2 separate regions of the Anas platyrhynchos genome follow, and region 1 is linked to region 2. The links are chromatin contacts, called in public Hi-C maps. All regions are on one chromosome and are shown on one strand. The core of a region is the stretch at or near the end of the contact, and the rest is flanking DNA. Distances in the headings are between cores, read along the strand shown. Region 1 overlaps SORBS2 (sorbin and SH3 domain containing 2). Region 2 has its middle 11 kb from the start of TLR3.

Evidence for each region. A called contact is a pair of places that touch in the nucleus more often than the background predicts.
Region 1: a Hi-C map of liver shows a contact between it and region 2, with 6 times the contacts expected there. The contact joins two enhancer-like sites. A contact is called at or near these places in 4 of 8 Hi-C or Micro-C datasets (F1 follicle, liver, skeletal muscle and 1 more).

Annotation. Positions count from the first base shown.
Region 1 is chr4:23,207,218-23,213,158 of IASCAAS_PekinDuck_T2T, forward strand. SORBS2 (sorbin and SH3 domain containing 2) reads left to right here. Exons shown (of 28, transcript XM_072037206.1): 13 at 5,304-5,387. Among named protein-coding and RNA genes, the nearest start is that of PDLIM3, 54 kb to the right of the region's middle. Within about 2 kb of position 2,459, at least 1 of the 8 cell types and tissues checked has an H3K27ac peak or open chromatin away from gene starts, as enhancers often do.
Region 2 is chr4:23,034,241-23,039,923 of IASCAAS_PekinDuck_T2T, forward strand. No RefSeq gene overlaps it. Among named protein-coding and RNA genes, the nearest start is that of TLR3, 11 kb to the left of the region's middle. Within about 2 kb of position 3,086, at least 1 of the 8 cell types and tissues checked has an H3K27ac peak or open chromatin away from gene starts, as enhancers often do.

The DNA of each region.
Region 1 (5,941 bases), core at 1,209-3,708, 170 kb after region 2:
AACTATTACTGTATCAGTTTTACAAAAAAAAAAAAAGGGGGGGGGAGGGGAGTGGAGAGGGAAGAAAAAGTCAGAGAGGTTCTCCAATGCCCCAAAACTTACTCTTAATTATTTTTTTTTCTGAAATCAAATCATTTCCATGTCTACTTCGCATTGTTGATATAAACAATCTGGAAAAAAAAAAAAACACAGGGGGAGTGGGGAACAATATTTACAACTATCTTATATGACACTAAGCAGGGCAGATGATGTTGAAAGATCAGATTTCCCATTATTAACATAAATACTACATTGGAAGCAGTTGTGACTAATGTGGAGGTTAGAAAATAGGAAGTATATAATAAAATGAGATTCAGTGTAAGATTAACATTTAGTGGGAAATGTAATTCACCAGATACTCATTCATTAGAACAAAAGAACATATGAAATAATAAACCTAAAATAAATGAGGTAGTAATAAATTTTAAATGAATAGATCAGTTAGGAAGAGTTGGTTATCTTTGTTACAGACATAAAAAGATGAGTGAAATTTCAGGTTGTAACATCATGTTGCAGCCTTCCGTCATGAATCAGTTTTTTCTTCTGTAAGTTGACCTTGTAAGAGTATTAACCATCTACAAAAAGGAGGGGGTTATGGTTGGCATTTTGAGATTGTAACTAGAAGTAATGGAGTGAAATTTAGAAAATTTAAATTTATACTCAATTACATAACAAAGTGGTCTGCAAAAATAAAAAAGTGACCTTAGCCTGTTGAATAGTCTTCCAAGCAAAGGCAGTTCCTTTTCCTCCCATTTCAATGAGCTCATAAACCGTTACAATTTATTCTAATAATATAGTACTGGTAAGGTGGTACAAAAGTTGTTCTGATGTGTCTTTTAATCTCCATTTATGTGTCTTTTAATCTCCATTCAATAAAATGTACTGTTTTTTCTCTAATATTATCAGGGCCATTGATTTGTTTCCTAAAATGCATGTTTACTTCCAGTAAATAAGTAAATTGTAGTGTAATAATTCAATCTTACTCATATGAATATAAAGTTAAATATTTATTCTTTACCAGTTTCAACCTCATATATATGAAGTAACAACTTCATATTCTACAGTTTGTACATTTCTCTCTTCATTCAGTGAAGCAAGTAAGGAAAAATTTTGGTGTTGCTGTAAAGAAAGACCGAAAAATTGGGACAATCAATAGATGAATTTATTTTCATTGTGTTCTAATCAAAGCATGAAAATATGTTTGTGCTAGTCAGATAAAACTTTGGGGTTCATTTCTATTCCAGATTTTTTATATGTATGTTCAGTATACAAATTTTCTACTGAATTTATATACAAGAGGATTTCATAATCAAAGTAAATTTTAAAATATTCCTCTTGTCAAATTGCAAAAATAGGCTGTGCTTGCACATTGATGCACCTCTAATTTTTCAACTGTAGTGGTTAATTTGAATTTTTCTTTAGGTGACAAGTTTGGTCACATTTGACATTACAGCCTGGTTTGGTTATCAGAATATGCTACTCAGTACCTGATCTCCAGTAACGCTTTCTGTGAACTAAAGTAATTTTTTTTAATTGTGTTTTTAAAATGAATTACATATTCCCCATTTAGGTATGTTATAGTATTACAAAATATGTCTTCTGATAAAGATATGGAGAGATTAAGTCAATCTGATAGTGGACTTGGAGCCACAGCAGCTTTTTGAAAATAGAAGAAAAAGAAGAAGCTCTATGGAACCAATAAATAGTCAAAGCCAAATTAGTGACAAATGTCTCAGTCCATTGTTCCAAAGAGACTTTGATGTGGTGTTTGAATTTGCAAATGCTAAATGTAAATTTGACTGTGCAGACTCTATCATAAGAGCTACTTAACCCACCATTTTAAACTCACACATTTGATTATTCCCTGTGAATGCCTACCTATGTATATAAAATGAAGCACAGGCAAAGCTGTATGCCAGCCTGTAGATATAATTTTTAATTAACCTCAGTATTCTGTACTCGAGTATGCTGATACAGTGCTGTGTTGATCATTTGATGCATGTGGTGAAATGAAGATACTTATTGGTCTTTAAATGGTAAATTTAAAGCAAGCAATGAAAATGCTACTAAAAGCTAGCTTAAGGACAAAGTATGGGAAAGTTACTCTCTTTGTCATAAAAGGGAATTTACCTTCCTAATGCTTTTATCCTCTGTTCAAGCAGTTTGGGAGATACTTTGTAAGACCAAGCCAAAATCGTAAAGTCAAAAAAACTTGTCATAATTTTAAAGCCAAAATAAGAGAGTTAAAATGAGTCTCTTAGTAGGAGAGAGAATCAAAAACAGTCCCCCAGCAAAACTGAATCTGGAAGCCAAGTGAAATCAATTGCCTGTGGTAGCCCAAGGAATGCAGCGTCCTCCCAGGGACTGCTAGGCAGCAGTGAAGTTATGAACTTCAGCACTCTTTCTTCTTGTTTGCTGCCCTCTGCGGTTCAAACTGTAAATAAAAGTAGGACTTGTGTGCATAGAGCTAACTTCACACACTCCCTTATGCTCTCATTGCATTGGCACACTACCACAGGAGGAGAACTTGAATACTGAGATTCAAGTGCATACAGTGCATTAACATACACTGTTTGCATTTTTTTCCTTACAAGCAGATTTTTATTTTTTTATTATTATTTTTTTTAATTTAGCATTCAACTACTAGCAAGAGTATTTAAAGATAAAAAGGGAGCCAGTTACCATTTCCATTTTAATCTGTTTGGCTACTGGGGTGGAAGCCCAGTGCATCTGGTGGTGTGTTCTCACTCCCTATAAGGAGGGAGGGACACCAGGCCACCAGTGTGTAGGCATGAGGCTGCTGCTGTCCAGGCAAGCTTGAGGCTAATAAAACTGAAGCTGGATGCCCAAGGAAATGGGCAGCCAGTCAGTAGGCCTGGATTTGTAGTGCCAACAGCTCCATGATATGCTTTGCATTTCAAGGGATTTATATCTGAGTAATTTGAAACTAGTTCATTAAGTGAACACCCATTAGTGGCTGCAGCCCATTAATTGGGCTCCCATAGTGCATCTTCTGGCTCAGTTTATGTGAAATAAATTGAATTTGTGTATTCCAGGGCTCCTCTGCAATGAGAAGCATGGTGCAATAAGACAGACAAGTAAGAGAGATTCCCATCAAAAGGTCATTACTGATATATGAAGTAAAATCCCAAAGTAGATGCTCCCAATTGTTGATTTTAACAATTCTGTCCCAGGAAATTAATTCATTGTTATAATATAAAGATTAAAACATGCTATAGATGTTTCAACATACTGTAACTTAGGAGAAATCATGAAAAGCAGCTGCTTAATACTGTCTTCACAGATTATCCAGATCTAAATTGTGGATTTATATATATATATTATTTTTTTTAAGGTAAGCAAAAAAAATCTGATTATGCCAAGCATTACCTGTAATGGGATACTGAGTAAATATAATATGAATCATAGAATAATTTAGGTTGGAAAAGACCCTTAAGATCACCAAGTCCAGCCATCACCTAACACTACAAGCCCACCACTATAATTACCACATCCACTCCATCACCTCCGTGGGCATCCTGTTCCAATGCTTAACCACCCTTTCTGTGAATAAATTCTTCCCGATATCTGATCTAAACCGCCCCTGCTGCAACTTGAGGCTGTTTCCTCACATTCTGTCACTTGTCACCTGAAAAAAAAGACCAACATCCTCCTCGCTGCAGCCTCCTTTCATATGAGGTCTCCCCTCAGCCTCCTTTCCTTTAGACTAAACAGCCCCAGTTCCTTTATCCCTCAGATGAAGTATCTTCTGTATTTTTGAATCTGTTGTATTTGCATTCATATCTTCATCTCTCTATAGGAGAGATTGGGTGTATTCCTGAAATCATATATAACCTCTAATATGTCTCTGTATAGTCTCTAGTATCTCCAGATATTGCGTGAGCAGCTCATAGGTATTTGAGCACCAAGGTAGTTCAAAATTGCTGTTGAGCTTTCAATAGAGCAAAGTTGGCAGCCCATTCTAATAACGTCAAAGGCAGCAAGAAAAGTGCTATAAGATTTTTAATTACCTGAAATGGGCAAGCACGCAGTGTTATCTCTTGCAGAAAATAGAAATAGGTGTGTGATTGTTCTAGTATATTGGTGGCAGCTTGACTCAGGAGGAAAAAGTGTTATATACTTAATCACCAGTATCATGCCTTATATAGGACCTTGCCTCCTACTTTGAGGATTGCTTTCTAGGTCACGCCATAATTAGTGTCTAAGTTCTGATAATTACACTTGTGGGGGCCTAAATTTTAAATTCAGAATTATCTTCAGCAAGAGGCTTTTTTTATTCAGAGATCCTGAAGACAAGAGTTCACTGTAATTCTGCGCTGCATGGCAGCTTACATCAGATCTTACAAAGGAACTGAAGCTGTTTAGAAAATAATTAAGGCAGCCAAGTTTGCAGTGGATTAAACATCCCATTGGGAGCTCTACTGTTTTGCACTGTCATGTTTTCATGCTACTTGAATAAATCTGTCAATTATTCTTCTGCTCATTGAAAAGCTTTCTTTATGCTGTCTTCAGTTCCTACTTAATCCCTTTGCTGTGAGAATTTTCAGATGAAAAAAAAAAAAAACATTTCACTGTGGAAAAAAAAAATGCTTTATGTCAACAAGTCCATGAGAGATAAAGCATTACAAAATGCTGCTAAGGCTAAAATTACGGAATGCATATTTTTTGTTCCATATTTTTGACCATAGGGTTTAAAATATCCTAGTTCCATTTGATCCTCTGAAGTAGGTTTTTAATATAGTCATGCCTGACTATCTCTGCTCAGTGCTTGCTTCAGGACTGCAAGACCCAGAATGAACATGCTTTGTGAGAAGAAAAAGGAATGAGTGAAAGCAATAGTGCCAGAATTATGTCATGTTATCATGTTGTCTAGCTGAAGATGACAGTCATTTAAAACATTTTCTAAACAAGGCATCTTTAGTAGCCTTAAATGCACTTAATGCAGTTGTGTTTATAGAAGTGGTCAAAGAGGCCTCTTTTAAGAGTAATCTTAAAATGCTTAACATCTTCCAGTCATTGGAAGAATTGCAACAAAAAGAAAAGTATTAAAGTTGCTGGTCAATGACAATTCTTGAACAAGAATATTTTCTGTCTTAAATACCATCTTCATTCTTTGGTTTTATTCCATTGTTTTCCCTGTATTTGTTTTGCGTTTGTGTGTGTGTCCTTGAAGTGACATGGCATTTCTAGCACTTTGCTCAGTGTGTGCCTTTTCCTTCCCTTTTCCTTCACAACTGCTCCAGCCCGATCACGTAAACCCAGATGACATAGATTTAGAAAACGAACCCTGGTATAAATTCTTTTCAGAACTGGAGTTTGGACGGCCGGTAAGTGAGGGCAGAATATTAATATTTAAATGTTAGGGGTAATATTTTAATAAGGATTTACAAATTACCAAATTTATATCCCAGTAAAATTAATATGACTTTTTTAAGGAAGGTCAATAAAATCATCAAATGCATATAACTTTTTTTTTTTTTAAGTGAAGCCTAAACCTGTCAGGGTTGTGACTTTAATAGCTTAAAAACAGACAACATATTAGACAAATAGTAGTGTGTAAATATTTAAGAACAATATAAATTCCATGTTAAACAGAATTGTTTACTAATCTTCCTAAATCTTTTGCATTTGCCTGGATTAGGTTTGAACAATCTTTAAAAGCATAAAGCAATACTGACATGCCATGCTACATGAGGAGCTTGGGCACTTGGCGCAGGGTCCTGGAGGGCATTCTGGGAACCAGCATCTGTTCATAAGTCAAAATCAGAATGCACAGCTGTGAAAAGTGAAAGCACAAGAGAAAGCGAACTTCACGCTTCCTTTTAAAATTTGTTGTCCAGTGCTCTGTAGTGTATCACATTTATCCCTGATTACCTCTCAT
Region 2 (5,683 bases), core at 1,836-4,335:
CTACTCTCTTTACTAGAAACCAGTATTTGGACATCCAGGAATTTGGGTGAGAAATGAAACGTCACTGTATCTGAATAAACTACTTAAGTTCAGCATGGATGGCTTATGTCAAGTCTACAGTGTATGCATACTGGGGGAAGAAAAGCACATGTGTTGGGCTGCCTAAGAAATTGCCTACATTTAACTTTCCTCTTAAATATAACCCGTAAGTTGAATGTTTTGTGCCAGGCTGTTCCTGACCACATTGTGAAACCCTCTGCAAAATGAGGGTCATGGCCATGCTCATAAACAAGACAATTAAGTCAAATGCATCCCTTTTCAAATTCAGCACCTTTAATCTGCCTAATATCTGTAGATAAAATGAAGATATATGAATGTGTATACAGAATCAGAAAAGGTGTTTCAAACTAGATATTTGTACTCCTAAACTATACAGCTAAAGTACCTTTTTTGCAAATGATCTTCCTTACTAACATTGTAAACAGTAGGTACTATGTATCTCTTCTGATTTGTGTTCCCTGTGTTAACGCACATAAAAATATCAGTTGAAAGCATTAAAAAAACCTGCTTTTACTTGGAGAAACCAGATGCAGCAAATACAGCAGATTTCATGATATATGGTTCTACATGATCAAGTATAGAAGTAAAATACTGAACACATTCATTGAAATCCCTTTACCTTTTGAGACCTGTGACTATTAGTCACTGCTTTATTATGAGTAATAGATCACATGTAGTTTAATGCAAAAATAATTTATCCAGAATATTTTAAAAATACTTCTGCACTTGTGTTATAACAAATAAAGCTAATAACAGATAATATGGGAAATATATTTCAGGTACTTTAACTCCAAGAAAGACAGGGAAAACGCTAATTTATTTTATCCTTTCTATGCAAGACAGTAATACCCTTTGAAAAGCATAGCATTAACATTAGTACTGATGTTTTTTCCACAGTAAGGTTTTTTATAACAATCTCATATTTTAGTAGATTATTTTGAAAAGACAGCATCAAAGAATCAGGTTACTTGTCACATTTATTGATCAATCCACTAAATCTCTGTTTTTGTACATGCAAAAAGAAAAAAGAAAAAAAAAACAAAAACAAAACAAAAAAAAAAAAAAAAAAAAAAAAAAAAAAAAAAAAAAAACACCACTAGATGTCAGCATTAACTTTCTCCAAAAAAAAAAGACACAAGCCATTTGATTTCTATTTTCTGGTAGATGTAAACCCATAAAGTAGCTCCTGAAGTCCAAAGTTCCTTAAAGGAAATGTTTCTAACGTAAAGACTGATCTCGCAACTGGCTGGGCATCAGAGTTATTTGCCCTGGCAAGTATATCACAGCTTGATTTGTTGAACTAAATTTGGTAGAATTAAAGAAATTCTACATTCATACTCCTAATAACTGAACATGTCATGTACACAAAATGAATCATCTTATTCAGCTGCAGCTAGGAACAAAAAGCCAAGTCCACAGCCTTAAAGACTCTGGGATGTGTACTGTCATCAACAGTCTCATAGGCCTGCTGCTGCTGAGTTTACCAGATTTTATCTAAATAACATAAGGAGTAACATATGGACCTGACTGTATTTAACAGCTTTGAATTTTGCAGGAACTGCTGTTGTAAATTTGCTTCATTATGACAGTGGCAAGATGCCTGACAATCACTTACTACTCCTAAGATACAAGCCATAACCTCCCACAAGACTGACCACAAACTATCATAACAGTTTTCTGGGAAACAAATCATAAAAAATATGCAAAAACAGAGCTGCAAGCACTTAAGGCCTTTTTTTTTTGTCTTTTTTTTTTTTTAACTGACAAAGTATCTGAGATTTTCTTACCTTCTGATTCAGTTAAGTCTCTATATGCATACTTTGCTTACTGCCATGAGGACAAATGCCTTCCTAAAATGCCCACATTTGCACTTTCAGGACATTCTAGTTATGAAATTGATTCACACATAGTAATAATCATTTGTTTTGAAGTTGAAGTACAGTTAGCAGAACATTTAGAACACAGACTTAGATCTCAAGACAGATTTCTGTATTTAAGGACAAGAACTGATGGAGCAGTGGTGAATAATGTGGTTAATATTTCTGTCCCAAAAAAACCTTACTAGGAGATTCATGTTTGATTGCCACTGAAGATAAGAGCAACATGTGTGGCAAATAGCCAATATGCAAGTCAGAAGGTATTTTATCATTTGAGGTTCCTATACAGTGTAAACCTGTGCAGGCCATTTTACAACTCTTTTCTCATTTTTTGTATTCTATAGGTGTTGGTGAAACTTGTTTTCCATTTTATAGAGGACTAGGGCATCTGCAGTCATCTGCAATACCACATCATTATTTGGATGCACAAATATAGCTATTAGGAATCAACAGCTCAAAAATCTATTTTTTCAGTTCTTCCTATGAGATTTTTGTCACCTGTATTGAAAACAAACTGATCATGAAGTGTGTAGCTTTATCAGTTTCCCTAAACACACTACTGTATTGCTATTTACTCCATTCTTTTGCTCCCATCAGATAGCTGTTACAGGCAGGTGGATATTGTGTGAATTAATTTTAGTATCTGTGAACTTTCGTAGCACCTGACAACCTTAAATGCTGGACATAACCACAGTGTTAGTGTTCGCTGAAAGATTAAAATTTGACATTTTAAAAAATAATAATAATAATAAATCTGCAAGAGAACCAGAAGGCAAGCTCCACTCTTCCTCAGTCCACGAATAATTCAAAGTACACAGGAGCAATGCCCTGGTTCACCTCAGAATGGCTGGACATACCTAAGCACACATAAAAGTCAGAAAACAAATAGTGCTTCTTTGGGCTGCACTGTTTAACCTCCTAATAATTTCTGCTTCTAAGGCCAGTACAGAGGACAAAAATATTTTTTTTCTTCCCAAAAGAGGCCACTTGCCGAGGCAATCGGCTCCGGGGCAGACGCATTCTGCCGATCGGGCAGGCAGGGCTCATTTTTCTGGCACCGAGCCCACTCGAGGGAGCCGCCAGAACCCGGCAGCCCTCGCGAGGGAAGGGAACGTGGCGACAACGAGGCGGAGGCGGAGCCAGCAGCGCCCCGCCCCGGCCGTTCATAAACTGCCCCTAGGGAGCACGGTGACTAGGACGGGCAAACAGGGCGTGGCGCGGCAGAAGGGTGAGGCGCGGCAGTTCCTGCAGGCAGGGCGAGCAGGGAGGGCAGAGCGCGCTCCCCCGCCCATACGAACACCTCCTCTAACGGCGGTCTACTGCTAGCTCAGCTGCAGTGGTGTACACCAGGCACAGCGCGCTCTCCAAGAAGTCTGTACACACCCAGACTGACTGCCTGCTCAAATCTGTGGCAGTTCAGGTTTCCAGGTGCAGGGAGTGCCTGAGCCTGTTGCTACCACCTGCAGGGGGCAGAGGGACTGTGTGCGTGAGGGGCCAACAGGTGGATGACCTGGGCTGCCTCGTGGCAGAACTCAAGGAGGTCGAGAGGTTGAGGGATATCAGGGAGTGTGAGCAGGAGACAGACTTGTGGAGCAACTCCCTGCACAGCCTGAAGGACAGGCACCGGGGTGAGACACCCCAAATGGGGCTGGACCCCCTGCCCTGTTGCTGTCGGGCAGAGGCAGGGGACCTAGGAGTTGAGGAGGAATGGAGACAGGTCCCTGCTAGACATCGCAGGCGATGCCCCACCCTACTGGCACCACCTTCCCAGGTGCCCTTACACAACAGGTTTGAGGCCCTGGAGCTTGAGAGACCAGTAGCTGAGGAAGAGGTAGAAAGTCTACCCAGGAGGATGGCTAGGGCGAGGAAGTCAACTCCACCTCAGGACTGCCTCCACCAGGACAGAAAGAAGAGTGATTGTTATGGGCGATTCCCTTCTCAGGGGAACAGAGGGCCCTATTTGTTGGCCTGACCCTACCCGTAGGGAAGTCTGCTGCCTCCCTGGGGCCAGGGTCAGGGACATTGCCAGAAAGCCTCCCAACCTGGTTCTCCCCTCCGACTGTTATCCTCTTTTAATAGTCCAGGCTGGCAGTGATGACATTGAAGAGAGAAGCCTGAAGACCAGCAAATGGGACTTTAGGGGACTGGGACAGTTAGTGGATGGAGCGGGAGTACAGGTGGTGTTTTTGTCCATCCCTACGGTGGCAGGGAGGGGTACAGAGAGGACACAGAAAGCCCACCTGATAAACACGTGTCTCAGAGGCTGGTGCCAACACAGAAATTTGTTTTTTTTTGACCATGGGACACTTTACTCGGCACCTGGCCTGATGGCCGCAGACGGGTCCCTATCTCTAAGGGGAAAATGGATCCTGGGCCAGGAGCTGGCGGGGCTCATTGAGAGGGCTTTAAACTAGGTGAGAAGGGGGATGGGGCTGAAACGAGGGTTGTTGGAGCTGTGCCAGGGGTAACAATGGCAAGGCTGGGAGAGAAGGCAATGGCCCAGCTGAAGTGCATCTACACTAATGCACGCAGCATGGGTAACAAACGGGAGGAGCTGGAAGCCATCGTGCAGCAGGCAGGCTATGACTTGGTTGCCATCGTGGAAACGTGGTGGGACCACTCTCATGACTGGAGTGCTGAAATCTCTGGCTATATGCTCTTCAGAAGGGACAGGCAGCATGGAAGGGGTGGTGGTATGGCTCTCTATATCAGAGAGAGTTTTGATGTCGCAGAACTTGAGGCTGGGAATGATAAGGTTGAGTCCCTATGGGTTAGGATCAGCAGGAAGGCCAACAAGGGAAGCATCCTGGTGGGGGTCTGTTACAGACCACCAAACCAGGATGAGGAGACTGATGAGGAGTTCTACAGGCAGCTGACAAAAGTTGCGAAATCATCAGTGCTTGTTCTCGTGGGGGACTTCAACTTCCCAGATATATCCTGGAAGCACAACACAGCCCAGAGAAAGCAGTCTAGGAAGTTTCTGGAGAAAGTGGAAGATCGCTTCCTGACGCAGCTGGTTAGTGAGCCTACCAGAGGAGGTGCCCCGCTAGACCTTCTCTTCACAAACAGAGAAGGACTGGTGGGAGATGTGGTGGTTGGAAACTGTCTTGGGCAGAGTGACCATGAAATGGTAGAGTTCTCCATTCTTGGAGAAGCCAGGAAGGGGACCAGTAAAACCGCTGTATTGGACTGTATTGGATGTATTGGACTGTATTGGATGGCCAACTTTGAACTGTTCAGGACACTGATTGGTAGAGTCCCTTGGGAGGAGGTTGTGAAGGGCAGAGGAGGCCAGGAAGGTTGAGCGCTCTTCAGGAAGAAAAACTTAATGGCGCAGGAGCGGTCTGTCCCCATGTGCCCAAAGACGAGTCGGCAGGGAAGAAGACAGGCTTGGCTGAACAGAGAATTGTGGCTTGAGCTTAGGAGGAAAAAGAGTTTACAGTCTTTGAAAAAGAGGGCGGGCCACTCAGGAGGACTATAAGGATGTTGCGAGGCAGTGCAGGGACTAAATTAGAAAGGCCAGAGCTCATCTGGAGCTCAATCTGGCGACTGCCGTCAAATACAACAAAAAATGGTTTTACCAATACATTAATGCAAAATGGAGGACTAAGGAGAATGTCCCGCCTTTACTGGATGCGGGGAGGGACTTAGTTACAAAAGATGAAGAAAAGGTGGAGGTGCTTAATGCCTTCTTTGCCTCAGACTTTAGCGGCAAAACCAGTTGCTCTCTGGACACCCAATACCCT